Linked DNA regions of Siniperca chuatsi: region 1 is linked to region 2. Evidence: chromatin contacts called from public Hi-C data. All regions are on one chromosome and are shown on one strand. The core of a region is the stretch at or near the end of the contact, and the rest is flanking DNA. Distances in the headings are between cores, read along the strand shown. Region 1 has its middle 3.1 kb from the start of ppp1r3cb. Region 2 overlaps hectd2 (probable E3 ubiquitin-protein ligase HECTD2).

Region 1 (4,420 bases), core at 604-3,103, 57 kb after region 2:
ATGTCACTGCAAACTCATGGGCTTATCTTCCATAGTCATCGTGTTACGAGGATGTCAACGCAGATCAGGCCAAAATACATTTGATATGAGAAAACACTTTGCCTAATTAGTGCTTACTGAATATTTAAATACTTTTAAATTTTACAGATGTTCAGTAAAACATATTCATGCCCAAAGATTAAAAACTTATGAAGTAAAAGTTGAGGGTTTTGGATTCCTTCTCTTGGTCACAGTTGTTGCTGTTTTGACTTCCATACATGTTGACAGAGATGCTATTTTTAAAGCGTATTTGCTTAATTGATTTCCAGCTGTGGGTTAAACATTATCCTCAAAAACATCAAATGGAACAGAGTCAACTTTATTTGGAGAATGGAGACAGAGGGAGGATTTTTAACAACTGACAGAAATGGGTGAACTTAACTCTGTTTAATTTTAATTTGTGTACTGTGGAAAACAATTCACTCAGTCACACTGAAATCTCATCCTGACCACATTTTTTCATCATCTGGTAACAAGCCCTGTCTGTGCCCCCTAGAGGCTGTGCTGCTCCAAACCAAAACTAGAACAAAGTGGTCTGAACTGGGGGACCGACTGTTGTCCTCAGAGCTCTGTGCTCTCACTAACAAGTATAATAAAAATTGTTCACAGTGGTGTGCAAAAGTGTTTGCCCCCTTCCTGATTTCTTATTTTTTTGCATGTTTGTCACACTTAAATGTTTCAGATCATCAAACAAATTTAAATATTAGTCAAAGATAACACAAGTAAACACAAAATGCAGTTGTTAAATGAAGGTTGTAATTAAGGGAAAACAAAATCCAAACCTACATGGCCCTGTGTGGAACAGTGATTGAGACGAAAACCACTGCTGAGCAAAAAGAACATCAAGGCTCATCTCATTTTTGCCAGAAAACATCTTGATGATCCCCAAGACTTTTGGGAAAATACTCTGTGGACTGAAGAGACAAAAGTTGAACTTTTCGGAAGGTGTGTGTTTCATTACATCTGGCGTAAAAGTAACACCACGTTTCAGAAAAAGAACATCATACCAACAGTAAAATATGGTGTTGGTAGTGTGATGGTCTGGGGCTATTTTGCTGCTTCAGTACCTGGAAGACTTGGTGTCTACCAAAAACTCCTGAAGGAGAATGTCCGGCCATCTGTTCATGACCTCAAGCTGAAGCGAACTTGGGTTCTGCAGCAGGACAATGATCCAAAACACACCAGCAAGTCCACCTCTGAATGGCTGAAGAACAAAATGAAGACTTTGGAGTGGCCTAGTCAACGTCCTGACCTGAATCCTATTGAGATGCTGTGGCATGACCTTAAAAAGGCAGTTCATGCTCGAAAACCCTCCAATGTGGCTGAATTACAACAATTCTGCAAAGATGAGTGGACCAAAACTCCTCCACAGCGCTATAAAAGACTCACTGCAAGTTATCGCAAACGCTTGATTGCAGTTGTTGCTGCTAAGGGTGGCCCAACCAGTTTTCAGGTTTTCACAATAATAACCTTCATTTAAAAACTGCATTTTGTCTTTACTTGTGTTATTTCTGACTAATATTTAAATTTGTTTCATGATCTGAAACATTTAAGTGTGACAAACATGCAAAAAAATAAGAAATCAGGAAGGGGGCAAACACTTTTTTACACCACTGTATATTCAGTCCCATCTCATTCACCTGTATCTGCAGCCCCTTCTTAGCTGGAGGAAAAATCCCTGATTCACCCAATCAGTCCTTTGAAAAATCTGATCTGTAATTGATTTCAGGGTCTTGGATTGGGGTTTTCTTTTAATTATTGTCAGGTACAGGCTGCTTTCTGTCCTTTGCAGACCTCTATGTCAGAGGGCAAGATTCCTCTTGTTGCTCACATTGCTGGAGGGTTTTCCCCCTCAGCGATGCCTCTGTGTAGCTCGGAATCATCTGCAGGGAGACTTTAGACTCTCAAAGTACCAAACACGCCACTTTCACATGCTCATAAAGACAACAGACAGTATTTATCACAGCCTTGTCTGGCTGGCTTTCAAAGGGTTACCAAGATCAATTTCAACATGGCCTCAGGATTGCATCAGAAAAAATATTTCTTCACATAGGAACATTTACAACCAAATAAACTCAGCAGTGATGAATAATACTATAAAAGTAAAAAATAAAACATTTCCAAACACTGATAAAAGGTTTATATACGAAGACAAATCAAGTAAATATTACGGTTTATAAAGAGACCTTACTTTAGAATTTCCATTAGGAACATACAAAATGTCATATCAAACTTTAGACACAGTTTCACATGTAATTTGATTGTTGCCTGTGTATTGTTCATGTGTGCCTTTTATTTTTTACCTCTAGTAAAGAAGTTTGTTTTTATCCATATTTTTGTTTGTAAGATATGTGAAGAAATACATTTTCTGCTTTTGGTTTAAATTCGGTGGACATGTCAACTCTCTGCAAGGATCAGCTGTTGATTTTGGCGGTGATGTGTATGAGAGATTTCCATAATTGGGTTCTAACTGAGCTCTAACTATCATGCAGTGTTCATGTCGTAATTAGAAGTCTGGGATTTCAAAGTAAACCTAGAAAACAAAAAGGTTAAACAAGCTAAAATCATACTGAGGCAACGCTGTGCAAGTTGGGATGACCTTATGAAACAACGGGTAAATCAAATGAATTATGAAAAGTGGGGGAAATTACAATACAGGAGAGGAGCTCTAGAGTGACAGCAGTTATATTCCACTCACTCAGAGGATGTTACCTCACAGTTAGTTGCAGTTTTGTGGTCATGGTGTTTATCAGAAACAGTGTTGCTCAAGAAATGCAAAAGGGAATTATCTAAAACCAACAAACAAAAGCTGCTGTACATACATACATACATACATACAGTACATACATTCAGCCATCGACTGGGCTCTGACTACAGTTATTTTCATTTTCAGTTAATTGTTTAGATTTATTATCTTCGCAATTAAGTGATCAAGTGTTTAGTCTATAAAATGTCAGAATATAGAGACATGCAATTCAAATTCAATGACCTTTACTGGCACATCTGTGCTGCTTGTGCACATATTGCTAAACCAAAAATTCTGACCTAACAAACATAAAACAGGGGCGATAAACCCTAAAAAGGAAAGATTAGCAATAAGATCAACATTTACATAACTATTTACACTGTTACATCATTGAAGCATCAAAATACAACATGTTGAACAACAACTATTTTTGATCATGAAAAAGGTGAGACACTTTACAGGCAGTGGTGCACATACTCACAACGATAATCAGGGGTGGATATTAACTTAGTGTCATGTTTCAAGCAGGGAACACAGGGAATACAAGGGGTTGGACCTAAACGCAGGCATAGAGGCAGAGCTGGTATAGTTCAATGAGATTGGGGAACAAAGGCTTACTGAGTGGCGAGGCAGGCAGAAGTCAAAACCAGGAATGCAGTCCAACACAGGCAAACAAATCTGACGGGGAGCAGGCAAAGTCCAAAATCAAAAGTCCATGAAATATGCAAAAGTCCAGGAAACACAGAAAAATCCAAAAACACAAGAAACATTGGGGAACTGGCTAGGACACTTGACAACAACTGACGAAGACATCTGACAAAAAAACAAAGGAAGCACACAGACTTAAATACCCTCAGGTGAGGGAAAATAACTAGACAGGTGAAACTAATCAGGGCAGGGCAAACAATCAAAACTGGTGGGAAAAGCAAACAAGACACATATGAGGCAGAACACTACAAAATAAAACAGGAAACAGCGATAGAAAAACATGAACCATAAAAACCAAAACTAAGAAGCAGAGCAGGACATGACACATGAGGGGAGGGAGAGGTGGGGGAGAGAGTTAAATTTAATGTTCTATTATTTTTGTAATGGTGTATATTTATATTGTGGTATTGCTACTGTTCACTTTATCTAAGCAGCTTTATGCTCCACTTTGTGTGACCTGGGTTTCATATTTAAAATTTTTGTTCTTGGGAATCCACTGCAGAAAAGATCATTCCTGTGCTACCATTACAGTACATTGTCTGCTTTTCATTCAATTTGGAAATGTCAGCGTTACAACAGAAACCTGACAGAACCTAAGATGACAGGAAGGTTGTGACACTTTTGGTAACTAAGAGAGAGAGAGAAATGGACAGAGAGAGAGACTTTCTGACACCGTTGGTTCCTGTGTGATTTGCGGGCTGCCAGCTGGCATGGTTACCATTCACGTAGTAACAACTCTGTCTGCAGACAAAAGGTGATCAGGAGAGGCTATCAGGCATCGTGATTGGCTGACAGCTGTCACGTGACTCTGATTTCTCTAAAGATGTTGACAGCTCTGAGGTTATGTATGACTTTATTTCCCACAAGCACTTAGATCCAGCAGAGCAGAGTGCAATATCAGGCATACCTGTATCATAGCCAGAATAA
Region 2 (4,455 bases), core at 1,093-3,592:
GTAGACTAAATGACTTCATTTTGTAACTTCAGTGTGTGTGTGTGTGTGTGCGTGTGTGTGTATGTGTGCATGTATGGCCGAGCGATGGTGAGTTCATATACTAGCCCCTTACCCTAACCTTAACCGTCACAACTAAATGCCTAACCTAATTCTAACCTAACCCTAAAACCAAGTCGTAACCTTCAGACAGCCCTTTGAAATTGTGAGGGCCGGCCAAAATGTCATCACTTTCCAAAAATCTTCACTCTGTAGGTAAAAATCATGTTTCAGTCCTCACTATGTAGCAAGTACGAGTACACAGACACAGCCATGTGTCGTGGCCCAGCAGTCTGTCAAACTGACCATGAGGTCAGAGTTTCAGACTGAACACCAGTAGAAGAGACGCGTCTTCCCTCTAGCTGTTTCCTGTCTGATATGATCGATGTTATCCATTTCAGTTGTTCATCTGTGTTGGATTTTCAGCTTCATGTTTTTATAAAGAACCTGTGTTAGCTTCTGTGTCCACCAGCTTTCATTCTCTTAATGAAACCTGAGCTCATGAGATGTAGGTTAGTTTATGGGGCTGCTACAGGCCACTAGAGACTGCTGGTGATTGTTTTATTTGTAATTTATGATAATTATACTTATGTCTGAGAATGTGGTAATGATTTTGTCATGTTTACCTGTGGTCATTCACTGTATATAGAAACTAAAACATATGTACAAATAAGTGAAGAACACAAACCATTGTCACCCTGGTAAGTTGATGGTGGAAATACATATTTTATGTGTGGGCACATCAGCTTTAAGTTCTTTATTTGTCATTTGCAGAACAATTACAGTGAAGCAGTCGTTGGCAATGAAATACAAACATGTACAAAAGTAAATCACACAAGTAAATGAGAAAAAGAGAATCTAAGACAAGTAGTGCAAAATTATATGCTACAGTATATGTTTTGGTGTGTGTGTATTTGCTCTGTCAATAGTTACTTCCTCCTTAACCTACTGTGTCATCAGCTGATGGGCTTAGCAGTTTACAACAGCATCGCTCTGGACATCCACTTCCCACTCTACTGTTACAGGTAGGTGTGTTTCCACCCGTCCTACCACGACAGTACTTTCTCTAAGGACTGCTGCATTTTGCAACCAAAATGTCGCAAATGCTGCTGTTAATACGTTGTCCGCACCACAGCACTTCTCTGTGGCTGTAAAAGCTGAGTCACCTCTAATCACCACATGATGACACTAAGAGTGCGTCCATGTAGGCCTCTGCACGGGTAGCAGCAGTAGATACCTGTTGTTCTGAGGTGCTGCTCCAACCCCAAGAGGAATGTTTTGGAGAAATGTAATGTGGCTTGTAATTTAGTTGAATTTTTTCCTCAATGTGTGTCCGCCCTTACAGGAAGCTCCTCACTCCACCTACTGTACCATGTGACCAGAATGCCCTTGTCGGCATGGCAACCACCACCCTGGAAGACCTGCAGCAGATCATGCCGGTATGTGTCTCAGCCTGATACTGTATGTCACTGGTTGAAATCCCAGACTGTGTATAAAAATCTTTTGTGACAGTATGATGAGATAAATTTGCCATGAATCAGCATTCACTAAATTTGTGTCAGTCCTTTAATGAGATATTTATGTTTTGCTCGTTGATCCATATTTTATTGGGGCAGTAGAAACTTCAACAAGACAACTCAACTCACAAAATCACTCACAGCATATTTACCTGCACATATACACTCACTCTGTATGTATAGCTCTACAAAAAGCAATATATTCAGTCTGAGTTGTGTTAAATACTGTAAAGTTAAACTGAAAAACTCAATATTTTTAGCTCTACCTCTGGCATGCTCACACCTGCATTTCTCTGTTGTGTCACCAGAGGGTGCCAGAGTTACACTTTTGATTTCTCTTCACTTTCACCCCCCCAATCCCTCTAACCATCGTCTTTGTAGCGTCTAAATTTAACTTCACGTGTTGCTACAAGATTGAAATTAAGTCTAAGATTCTAGATTCAAAACCCTCACATGCATTTTGTCTTCTGCTCCAGCTTTTACCGTACTTTAAATATATTTATCATACATTCTAAATTTATCATACATTCATAAATGCATTCTTTTATTTTGAGAGTTTTTGAGATAATATGCAAAGTACATGATTTTATTTTATCTTCAGTTAGTGTTATCACCTTCAGCCATGCACACTCATGTTTTTGTTTTTTTTACTTTACTGTCTTCTCTGTGAACAAATTAGCTCCAAATCTAAATACTTCTGTTGTCTTAATAATAGTTGTCTAGATTTTTCTCCACAGAGTATTTGTTTTGGTAAAATCCACATGTAACACTTTGTTGATGTAACAAAAAGTTTAGTTTCAGTTGTTGAGTGTTTCCAGATGTGAAGGTTATTCAACCACTTCCGCTCACGTCCTTCTCTGACAAGACGAAGCTGCAATATGCAGAGAGATTTGAGTAACTACATTTTCTTTTCATACAGACAACTGAGGTGCGGTTGAGCAAGGCATTGAACACTGCGCACCTGCTGCAGGGACCGATAGTTTTAGTCTGCAACTTAGTGAAAATAGTGTTCTCACTTTTTGTCCTCACTTTGCAACAGAGACACACTGTGTGACAGATGTAACAATTCGTATTGTGCAGCAGCTTTGAGAGAGAGATCCTGAACTGTCTCTTGACTGTCGCTCAGAGTAACCTGATCTACAAGCTTCACCACATCCAAAACCTTCCTCACTGTGAAGGTCGAAAACTCTGGTTCTCACTAAGATGCAAGCACACACGCGCACACACAAACACACACACACACACTAGGATGCTAAAACGGGCCCTGTGGTTACATAACAGCAGATATCAGATATAAGGCCTGCAGTTGGCATCAGCGCCATAACTCTGGTGACCCCAGACAAGCAAAATATTCAAACTTCATTCAGAAAACACATGAATCTGTACAACACGTGGAGCTTTGGTGCCTTGCTTAAGTGTGTTCTGATATTTACTAATTTGAAATAGTGACACAACTGGCAAGCTTTGGCTTGCAAAAATTAAAATTGTCCAAAAGTGGAAATTGAGAATCTTGATCGATTTCATCATTAGATATCTTTCTTATAAACAAAGACTGTAGGCTGAAAATATGACATGCTCCTGTCTTTTTAAGAGGAATCACTTGTCTGATTTTAATTCTCTCAATTCATTTGGGATTGAAGCAGTAACCTCTTCCCAGCACTGTATTTTGCTGTTCCATAAGATTTTTCCTGATCCTGAAGTCTTGTGTCTGTCTGCAGGAGCTGGCTCATGGTTTGGGAGAACTGCTAAGCTACGAGGGAAACGTAGAGGAAGATTTCTACCTCACCTTCCAGGTAAATGGCCAGAACAAATGTCACTTACACGAAGAAAGCTAAGAAGGAATAGAATAGTCCCTTTTTATTCGACTTTGTCGTCGTCTCATCAAGGATTCGGTTTAGCATTACCAGTACGCTTGATAAGCTAGATAAGTTTAACTTAACTACAAATGATTATTTGCCAGGTTTTTATTTTTGTTTTATTATCACTGTTAAAGATCTGAGTACATATGAAACTCTTCAAGGGACTCTGTTAAAAGTCAGGGCACACACACAGGTCATGATTAAAGTGTCTCACGGCAGGTCTGACGGTGTTAACAGACAGCTGTGACTGCCGTCACTGCTGTGGGATTTTAATCAAGACCAGATGTCATACAGCAGATTAGTAATTTATTTAACCATCAAAATGTAGGGTTTCGGTAAACATGAACAGTTTGGTTCAAAATATTATACATATTCTTACAAAATAATTGATATGAATAAATAACCATGTTGTGGGCAGGGTGTCAAAATTCAGTGTTTCTGTAGCACCCAAGTACTTAAAGTTGGCATCGAATGTCTAGTCAGATGAATAATCTTTGATTGATAATCTTTATTCTTTGATCAGATAGTTTCTAATTTAAATCATAATTTTGGTATGGCTGCTTGTGTTTAGACAGTAATTAACTACTAAGAGTACTTTGGCCTGTTTTGTTAAAGAAACAAAAAGGGTTTAGTAGAATAACATGTTTATAATTCTCAAATTAATGTTTTGAAAAACAAATCATTTTGGTGTCCTTTCCGAAATAATATCCAGCCCTAATTATTTTCCTTTATGGATAATGGATGACCAAAGATTGTTAACTCAATGGAAAGCATTATTTATGTTTTCTTTTTACAGTAATGAATGAAAAACTTCAGGTAATGATTATGGATTCTTGGTGCCTGAAAACACACGGTCTTATATTGCTGATACTTATTACAGTTAGATCTGTGCAAACCACCTTTACTTTTTCACCTAAACTGAACCTCAAACTTCAATCAAGCCATTTGATTTAGCTTGATGGCATCCATCCATCCATTTTCTACCGCTTGGTCCCGTTAGGGGTCGCGGGTGACTGGAGCCTATCCCAGTGACTTTGGGCCTT

The links. A called contact is a pair of places that touch in the nucleus more often than the background predicts.
Region 1: a Hi-C map of liver shows a contact between it and region 2, with 4 times the contacts expected there. The contact joins two enhancer-like sites. A contact is called at or near these places in 3 of 3 Hi-C or Micro-C datasets (liver, skeletal muscle and an unstated tissue).

Annotation. Positions count from the first base shown.
Region 1 is chrLG11:27,622,353-27,626,772 of ASM2008510v1, forward strand. No RefSeq gene overlaps it. Among protein-coding and RNA genes, the nearest start is that of ppp1r3cb, 3.1 kb to the left of the region's middle. Within about 2 kb of position 1,854, the one cell type or tissue checked has an H3K27ac peak away from gene starts, as active enhancers do. A contact at or near this core is called in liver, where this site is marked.
Region 2 is chrLG11:27,565,164-27,569,618 of ASM2008510v1, forward strand. hectd2 (probable E3 ubiquitin-protein ligase HECTD2) reads left to right here. Exons shown (of 22, transcript XM_044214147.1): 15 at 997-1,061; 16 at 1,382-1,475; 17 at 3,272-3,346. Among protein-coding and RNA genes, the nearest start is that of hectd2, 35 kb to the left of the region's middle. Within about 2 kb of position 2,343, the one cell type or tissue checked has an H3K27ac peak away from gene starts, as active enhancers do. A contact at or near this core is called in liver, where this site is marked.